Regions from separate parts of the Macaca mulatta genome. Here region 1 is linked to region 2. The links are chromatin contacts, called in public Hi-C maps. All regions are on one chromosome and are shown on one strand. The core of a region is the stretch at or near the end of the contact, and the rest is flanking DNA. Distances in the headings are between cores, read along the strand shown.

The links. Hi-C and Micro-C count contacts between places; a contact is called where the count stands out from the background.
Region 1: a contact with region 2 is called in a Hi-C map of cortical neurons, with 5 times the contacts expected there. The contact joins the enhancer-like site here to the promoter of AP3S2 in region 2. A contact is called at or near these places in 7 of 14 Hi-C or Micro-C datasets (blood, cortical neurons, fetal cortex germinal zone and 3 more).

The regions. Positions count from the first base shown.
Region 1 is chr7:79,906,607-79,910,684 of T2T-MMU8v2.0, forward strand. ZNF710 (zinc finger protein 710) reads left to right here. Exons shown (of 5, transcript XM_077940331.1): 5 at 1-2,213. It overlaps IDH2 (isocitrate dehydrogenase (NADP(+)) 2), which reads right to left. Exons shown (of 11, transcript NM_001257762.1): 11 at 3,919-4,078. Among named protein-coding and RNA genes, the nearest start is that of IDH2, 19 kb to the right of the region's middle. Within about 2 kb of position 2,670, at least 6 of the 40 cell types and tissues checked have an H3K27ac peak or open chromatin away from gene starts, as enhancers often do. A contact at or near this core is called in cortical neurons, where this site is marked.
Region 2 is chr7:79,708,775-79,713,317 of T2T-MMU8v2.0, forward strand. AP3S2 (adaptor related protein complex 3 subunit sigma 2) reads right to left here and starts at 1,285. Exons shown (of 6, transcript NM_001194004.2): 1 at 1,170-1,285. The coding sequence starts at 1,238. It overlaps LOC144330104 (a long non-coding RNA gene), which reads left to right. Exons shown (of 2, transcript XR_013395979.1): 2 at 243-1,302.

The DNA.
Region 1 (4,078 bases), core at 1,420-3,919, 200 kb after region 2:
TAGGGACCTTTAGACCAAATGGAGACTGTACTACTGGCCCCGGCTGTGAGCCAGCACAGGCCCAGGCATCCCAGCAAGGGAAGGAGAACACGAGGCCCAGATCTGAGTCTCCCTGGCCTGCTTCCATGGGGGGTGGGAGAAGTGGGGCCACTGGGGACAGGTCACAAGGGCACAGGCCCTCGGGGTCTCTCCAGGCCCAACAGAGCTCTTCAGGGGTCCTGACACTGGAAGAAGAGACCACTTGAGCCATGTTTTTTTCACGGCCAACTCCTGCCTCTAAAGATGTCTGAGCTCCCTTCTGGCCAGTACTGCCCACCCCTCCCTTGTCCAGGCCCCCTTTCCTGCCCTGTCGACAGACTGCCAGGCAGGGCACTCTGCCTTCTACCTCCCGGGGTCTCCCACGTGCTCTTCAAGCCAGGCATGCACGTGGCCCTGGCCCTGGCCTGCAGGACAGCTGGGGGGAGCCCAGCCCCCAGAAGACCCCTGTCCTATATCCCTTCCTGGAAGCGGGTGTCCCTAAAGTGGATTGCAACACGTCATCCACTTCGGCCCTAGCTGGAACGCCTCACCAGGGGGCCCCCACCAGGAACAAAGCCGGGACAGGCCCTGCGTCGGGCACACACTAACAAAAACCAGAAGCATGGGGCAGAGCAGGGCGGGGTGAGGGCACCACGGGGGACCAAGAAGGGTTGTCCTTGGGGAAGGCCCAGGACCACCTGCGGGGGAGGGGGACCGCAGTCATTTCTTATTCCTCAGTGTCCACCTTGCGACGGGGATAACAAGTCAGCAGCTCCCCGGAAAGAGCAACGTATTTAAAAAAGGAAAGTGAAGCCCACAGAGGGAAATCAAGGGTTTTTTTGAGCAAAGGGGGTCTTCTGAAGGTAACTTATTTTTTTCTTTCCAACTGTGTGTCACCTATGACCTTTTCTGATGGAGATGCATTTTCTTTTTCCAAGCATAAGCTTCCTCGTGTGCTGTGCGTGCTTCCTTCCTACCCACCCACCCCGAGCAGCCTGGCCGGGCAGGACCGGGGCTCCATGGGGACTGTCACACTGGCCCTGGAGGTGCAGCCGCTGGCAGCAGCCTCAGCAGGCTGGGGTGGGAGGCAGGAGAAAGCAGAGCTGGAAAGCCCTCCACCCCTGCCTGGCTCGTGCAGTTGCTGATTTGCTCCATCCCATGTCCCATCCTCGGCTGTCAGGGCTGCTGACTCTGCTCAGCCAAGAGCTAGCTCTCTCGCTCGCCTGCTGTCTTCCCCTCTGTTCCCACGCCAGCTCCTGCCCCTGGAACCAGAGACGACAGGCCCAGGGCAGTGAAATATCACATTCAGGAACTCTAGGGCACCCGGACCCCCACCCACTTGCCTCCTGAGGCCTCAGTGGGGAGTGGCAAGCAGGAGTCGTCCTCAAAGGCACAGATGAAGCCACTAACTTCAGCCTAGAAACCCGGAGAGGGGAACAGCCTCGGGTGGGAGGAACCAATCTGCAGCGCAGCCACCCCCAAGGCTGGATCCTTAAGTGAAGGACCAAGCCAGGCCTCAGGGTGACTGTGATCAGGACTGAGGATGGACAAGGTGGCCCAAGTGTGGCTCCCAGACCCCAAGGCCCCACAACCTCCCAGGTGCCCGCCATGACCCTCAGGTGGCAGTGACCCCGTCACTGCACAAGACATTTTCTCCTGCTGAGCAGAAGGCATCATCCCCTGCAACTACCTCTTCCTACAACGTCTTTCTCCCCTGGTACCAAAAAGAACCCTGTACCTCCTCCTCCTCCTCCCACCTGCCAGTGCAGTGGCCTTGGTCTTGGAAACTGAAGGGAGAAGGTCTGGCCCCCGGGGTGGGGCTCTCCTTTCCCTCCCCCAGCCCCACTGTCAGCACTGGCCCTCTGTGAGGTTCGATACTTGAACGCCCCCTGCCCTGTGCCTTGGACCTGGGCAAAGCTAGGAGGAGGAAACAGCACAACTCACAGTTTGAGCTGGGGGGTGGTCTCGGCAAGGCTCCTGTCTGCACCCCTCCCTACACTTCTCAAAAGAGGTGCACAGCCTCTCGGGTGACTTGGAAACTCCTGGACGAATTCCATTCTAACTTATTTTGACATGTATACAAACCAACTGTTTAGAGATTCCACTTGTGCAAAGCCCTACTGTGTTTTTATGTTCCTGTTTAAAAGAGAAGTTTACTTAGCAATAATTATAAATAAATGAATATTCTTTAGTGAGGTGACTGCAAATGCTTCTTTCCCCAGCTCTTGGGGACCTGGCCCTCACCCCTAGTAGGAACTCTCAGCAAAACTTCCCAGCCCCACACAGCAGGGCTGCACTCTCCAGGGGCGGCCCAGGGGAGGCTGAGACCATCCTCTGCACTGGAATGGCCACCTGCAGGGCCAGGTGCCTGAGTCAAAAGAGTCAAGCCGGCCAAGGCCCCTGCATTCCCAGCACTTGCAGAGAAAAGCTGCTTCCCCTCCCTACCCACCCACATGGCTTCAGGAAAGAAGCCAGCTCCCGATGCCAGGCTGGGCTTCAGAGGCTGCATTCAGCAGAGCTGCCAGCCCTGTGCTGATGACAGGCAAGAAGACGCAGGAAACCTTGAGCTTCTTCCCAGGGGGTGGGCCTGCTGGAGCCAGCAGTCCACATTTCTTCTTACAGCCCTGAGAGTTTCAGGGCATTATTCAGGAAGAGGAAGCGGGGGGTCACCAGTGTGGGTGGAGGGCTAGAGCCCTTCCAAGGCCACTCAGTCTACAGCAATGGTCAGGTTTCAGGAGCCATAGGAGTCCCCCTAGTATTTAGGAAAGGGACTTTGTAAGATGGGATTTTGAGAGATGGGGTCTCACTCTACTCAGGTGCAATCATAGCTCACTACAGCCTCAAACTCCCAGCCTCCCAAAGTGCTGGGACTGTAGGCATGAGCCACCACACCCGGCCAGGACTTTATAAAGATTATACAACTCTTCTCCAGGACATTTTAACACCAAAAAGTAGAAGCTTTGCAGAACTTACTATGCAGCAGACAGTCCTTTTGATTATATGTAGCTTTAGAGCAACTTTTATTTTTCCTTTTTACATGGGGCTAAAGAACTTGCATAGAGCAATTTTTGTTTGTTTTTGAGACAGTCTTGCTCTGTCACCCAGGCTGGAGTGCACTGGTGCAATCTCGACTCACTGCAACTTCTGCCTCCCAGGTTCAAGCCATTTTCCTGCCTCAGCCTCCCGAGTAGCTGGGACTACAGGTGCGCATCACCATGCCCAGCTAATTTTTGTATTTTGAGTAGAGATGGGGTTTCACCATGTTGGCCAGGCTGGTCTCGAACTCCTGGCCTCAAGTGATCCACTCACCTCAGTCTCCCAAAGTACTGGGATTATAGGCGTGCACCACTATGCCTGGCTGAGAGCAATTTTTCACAAGCTTACTTTTCTAGTTTTGCCAATGCATGGTGAAGTGAACCCAAGCCTGGGAACCGCTGGCCTAGACAATGCGGGGCCCTCGTTCACCCACACCCAAGCCCCGCCAAACTCAGTCAGCCTTGGAAAGGAGAAGTGTGAGGCAGGTGTGGGTAGGACCTGTTTTTAGTACCTAGAGAAAGGCTAAGAAAGTGGTCTGGAGATGTTTAGAAGGTTAAAACCAATGAAGAAAACAATCAATGACAACCTATCAGGGACTGATTGACTCTCAGAATGCAGAACTGGACACAGAAACTGGATCATGCTAGAAATTTCCAGGGAACCCACAGGCCTGTGCCCTGAGTGTCCGAGAGCTCCGCAGGGGGCCCCTGTGGAATGCGGGATCCCAGGGCTGCCTGGTCCCCTCCCCGCGGTGGCAGCCCCTTCCTGAGGTGCTCTGGTCTGCCCCAGGGGAACCTGCCAGCTCTAGCAGGGCCTCTGCCTCAGGGTCCCACTACCTCCTCCCCTCAGGGACAAACACAGCAGACAGTTTTGTGAAGAGCTTTTTAGTAGCTAAATATGGCACCATGTGTTCCAAGGGCAATATAAATTACAGTATGCAAAACATACTGACTGGCTGAGGTAAAACACACTGCTCCTGCCTCACGTCACCAGGAGGGGAAACACACATATGCTTTTAAAAACA
Region 2 (4,543 bases), core at 35-2,534:
CGGACACAGTGGCTCATGCCTGTAATCCCAGCACTTTGGGAGGCTGAGTCTGGTGGATTGCTTGAGCCCAGGAGTTCAAGACCAGCCTGGGCAACATAGAAAGACTTCATCTGTGTAAGTAAATAACGTAAAATAAATAAGTAAATAGTATGGCATGTTAGTTTTATCTCTAGTTTTATCTAGTTTTACCTAGAAAAAAACTAGGGGGGAATCTGTATACACACAAATGCAAATACAAATAGTTATGTTGAATACTCATATTTTTACCTCGATGTAATCTACTTAATTAAATGTAATCTAGCTTTAAAAATCTTATGAAGGAGTAAAATTAGTTTTTCATTTCTAATTGACAAAAGACAGAATAATTTAAGTCTGAAAAGGGTTTATTAACTTGTCAATAGACGCAAGAGTAGAAAAGGTGGAGCTGAAGCCGGAATACGTTTTCTGACTCCCCTCTTCAGTTTGGCCAGTACCCCAATTATGTAACATTTTGAAACCCCGCCATGAAGAAATAAAATATTGGAAGATAGGAAGCAAATACTGATGTTTATGTGTTTGCAAAGGAACGTGTTGGGAAAATTCAAATTTACGTAATCACTTATTGAGCCCTTATGCAGCAGCATTTATAATTTCTCATCATGTTTCCACTTTTAAACTAAAATTTTCTTCAACCCTACAGAGTGAAGGGTATCTAGTCTCTGGAAAGTCCCAGCCAACACTGAAGCAAAATAATTCCAAATAAAGAACTTTTCCAGACCCTTTGGCTATAACAAAAACTTTCAGAAACTTAATATTTCTTCCTCATGAAACTGTGGTCAACAACCAAAAAGATGACAGAACGTGACTTCAATCATTCAAGTTCTCAACGAGGCACACTCCCCACTGTCGCTTCTATCTCGTTCCCAGAGACCCAAGGGAAAATGTCACAAAATGGCACAGAAATGCAGGATCCAGAAAAGGGTCAGAAAGAGCGAGGGCAGTAGGGCGGGAGACAGAATGCCTGGCACCGGCCTGCGCCCAGGTTAAGTGCTTAAGAAGGGTGAGGGTCATGCACGGTGCAGGAGCCCCAGGTGACCAAGGAGCGGTGCCCCCGGGCGCCCAGAGGCCAAAGAGGAAAGAAGAGATAGTGGGCACCCTCAACGGGCGTGGTGAAGCCGGGCCGCACTCACGAAACGCTGGTAGAAGCGGACTAGCCGCGGCTTTCCATGGTTGTTGAAAACCAGAATCGCCTGAATCATCTTTGCCGGCCACGGTTCTCTCAGCACCGGCTACTCCCAGAAATCGCCTCCTTCCGCCACAACACGGCCACTTCCGGTTGGTGCGCTGCTGAGAGCGGCACTCGGAAACTTGGCCCCGGCACCCAGGAGCCCTAGCACCCAAGGGTCCGGCCTCTTTGACGCCCTGGAGAAGGCGGCGGGGTCCCCTGCGGACTGCAGGTGCGGTTGCCCAGAAGCGTGGTCACCTCGACCAGCGTCGGTTGGCCGGTCAGGATGCGAATCCGGATCTATGTCCCTCGCCAAGACCGACAGCTGGCCCCAGAAGCCGAAACTTGACCACCAGCCGGGTTGCCAACACAGAGAGGCGGCGCGAGCTTGCCTTTCTCACCGTCCGCTCCAAAACCTGTACTCCCGCCTTCCCCTTAGCGCTCGCAGAACGTTCCGCGGAGTGGAGACGCCGGTCGTTCGGCCGTTCCTCGGTTAAGGAACGTTTCGTTCATTTTTATTTTTCAGTATTACAATGCTGCAGTGAATTACGTAGCTGTCTCTCCGTGCATATGGGCTGTTCCTCCATGGTAGACGGTGAATGGTGGAATTAAAGAATTTTTAGTGCATTTCCTTTAAAATCCCAAATCAATCAAGTTCTTATTTTTGTTTGTTCTTTTAATGACCCAGTGTGGGTAAGGTGGAGCACGTTCGTATACTGCAGATGGAGCAGCGGATACAGCTGCAAATCGATCCAGAGGACTTTTTGGCAATATGGATCAGAAGCCTTTAAAATATGTAACAGTCCAGGCCCGGGGGCTCACGCCTGTAATCCCAGCATTTTGGGAGGCTGAGGCGGGTGGCTCACTTGAGGTCAGCAGTTCGAGACCAGCCTGGCCAACATGGTGAAACCCCGCCTCTACTAAATTACAAAAATTAGCCGGGTGTGGTGGCGCGCGACTGTAGTCCCAGATATTTGGGACTCAGATACCCAGATACATAGTCCCGGGACTGAGGCAGGAGAATGGCTTGAACCTGGAAGGCGGAGGTTGCAGTGAGCCGAGATTGCATCACTGCACTCCAGCCTGGGCGACAGAGCGAGACTCTGTCTCCAAAAACAAAACTCTCTCTCTCTCTCTCTCTCTATATATATATATGTATTTATTTAACATTAGACTCAGCGTTTCCAGCTCTGGAATTTATAATAAAATGATTGTGGATGTGTGAAAAGATTTAGCCTCAGGAACATACATTTCTGCCAGAGTATCTTTAGAACAGTAAAAAAAAAAAAAAAAAAAAAGAAGAAAAAAATATATATCGCAGCAGTGTTATTACAGGGGAAAACGGGAAAAAAATTATTACAAAAATGAGAAATTGGTTAAGTGCATTGTTCTACATGAATATGAGAAATATTAAATAGCTAATAAAAATCATGCTGGGAAAGATTTATGATACAGAAGTGTTCATGACATCTGTTAAGCCAAAAGATTACACGAAGTATGCACAGGGACAACCCACTTTACACAAGATTGGCGGCAAATACACCAAAACATGAATAATGTATCTGATGGAATGGCAGAGTCAGGGTGGTTTGATTTGTACAGGCCCCTGGAACCACACTGCCCTGATTCAAAGCATGGTTCTGCGGACTGCCTGGGCACCCTGGGCAAGTTTCTTCATCTGTAGAAAAGGTGTAATATCAGTTTCCTAAACTGGAAAATGAGTCTACTGACTGCAGACAGTTGTTATAAACACAAAAGGAGTTATTATAATATTTGTAAGCACTTGGAACAGTGCATGGCACATAACTGAGTACCACATAAGTGATTTTAAAACATCTTTGGGTGGTAGGATTATCAAGTTTTCCTTTTATTCCTTCAAAGAAATATGTGCTACTTTTGCAGCCAGAGTTTTGGGGTTTGCTTGTTTGTTTTTTCAGAGACAGGGTCTTACCCAGATTGGAGTGCAGTGGCACAGTCATACCTCACTGTAACCTCAAACTGCTGGCCTCAGGCGATCCTCCAGCCTCAGCCTCCCAAACCCCCACAATGCCTGGTCCAGCGTTTTTTTGTTTTTGTTTGTTTGTTTGTTTGTTTGAGATGGAGTCTCTGTTGCCCAGGCTGGAGTGCAGTGGCACAGTCTTGGCTCACTGCAACCTCCGTCTCCCGGGTTCAAACAATTCTCCTGCTTCAGCCTCCCCAGTAGCTGAGATTACAGGCGTATGCCACCATGCTCAGCAAATTTTTGTATTTTTAGTAGAGATGGGGTTTCACCACACTGGCCAGGCTGGTCTCAAACTCCTGACCTCAAGTGATTCACCCATCTCAGTGTCCCGAAGTGCTGGGATTACAGGCGTGAGCCACTGCACTTGGCATGGCCCAGTTTTTAAATAAATAAAAACCCAAAGTCAGTTGCACTGAAACTTGACAAAAATGTTTAAAATGTTGAGGAAAAATATCAAAGAAAATTCTGAAACAGAATTATGAAGAACTAGCTCTGCCAACTATTAAAACCTACTTTGATGGTTCAAATTGTAATTATAGGAAGACTAACTGAAATACTATAAATAATTTAGGCACAAAATAATTTTAATATGTGATGTAGGAGTGGGAAGGAATTCAGTAAATACTATTAGGATAAACTGGTTAGCAATTTGAAAATAAGTAGTTAAGTATAAAACCAGATAATAACCTAAATAGAAGAAAACGAAATTGAATAATATCCAAAAATCTGCATTAGCTTAGAAGCAATAAAAATCACAAAATATCAACAGATATATAAAGATTTTTTTATGAAAAGAATTATTTAATGGAAAAGTCATTAAAATATGGCAAATGGTTACATTTAAAATACAAATAACTCTGATAAAGAGGTATCACTCCCCATCTCCCCAGTAGATAAATGGACAAAAAAACTGAATAACAAAGGGAGAAATACAGCTAGGAAAAGGAAAAAATGTTTAAGCTCACTACAAGTGAGGGGAAAGGCAAATTAAAATATATTAAAATAGGCCGGGTGCGGTGGCTCACGCCTGTAATCCCAGCACATTGGGAGGCTGAGGCGGGTGGATCACGAGGTCAGGAGATTGAGACCATCCTATCTAACATGGTGAAAACCTGTCTTTACTAAAAACACAAAAAAATTAGCCAGGTGTGGTGGTGGGTGCCTGTAGTCCCAGCCAATCGGGAGGCTGAGGCAGGAGAAAGGCGTGAACCTGGGAGATGGAGGTTGCAGTGAGCCGAGATCGCACCACTGCACTCTGGGCGACAGAGTGAGACTCTGGCTCAAAAAAAAAAACTATATGTGTGTGTGTGTGTATATATATATATATATAATTTTCA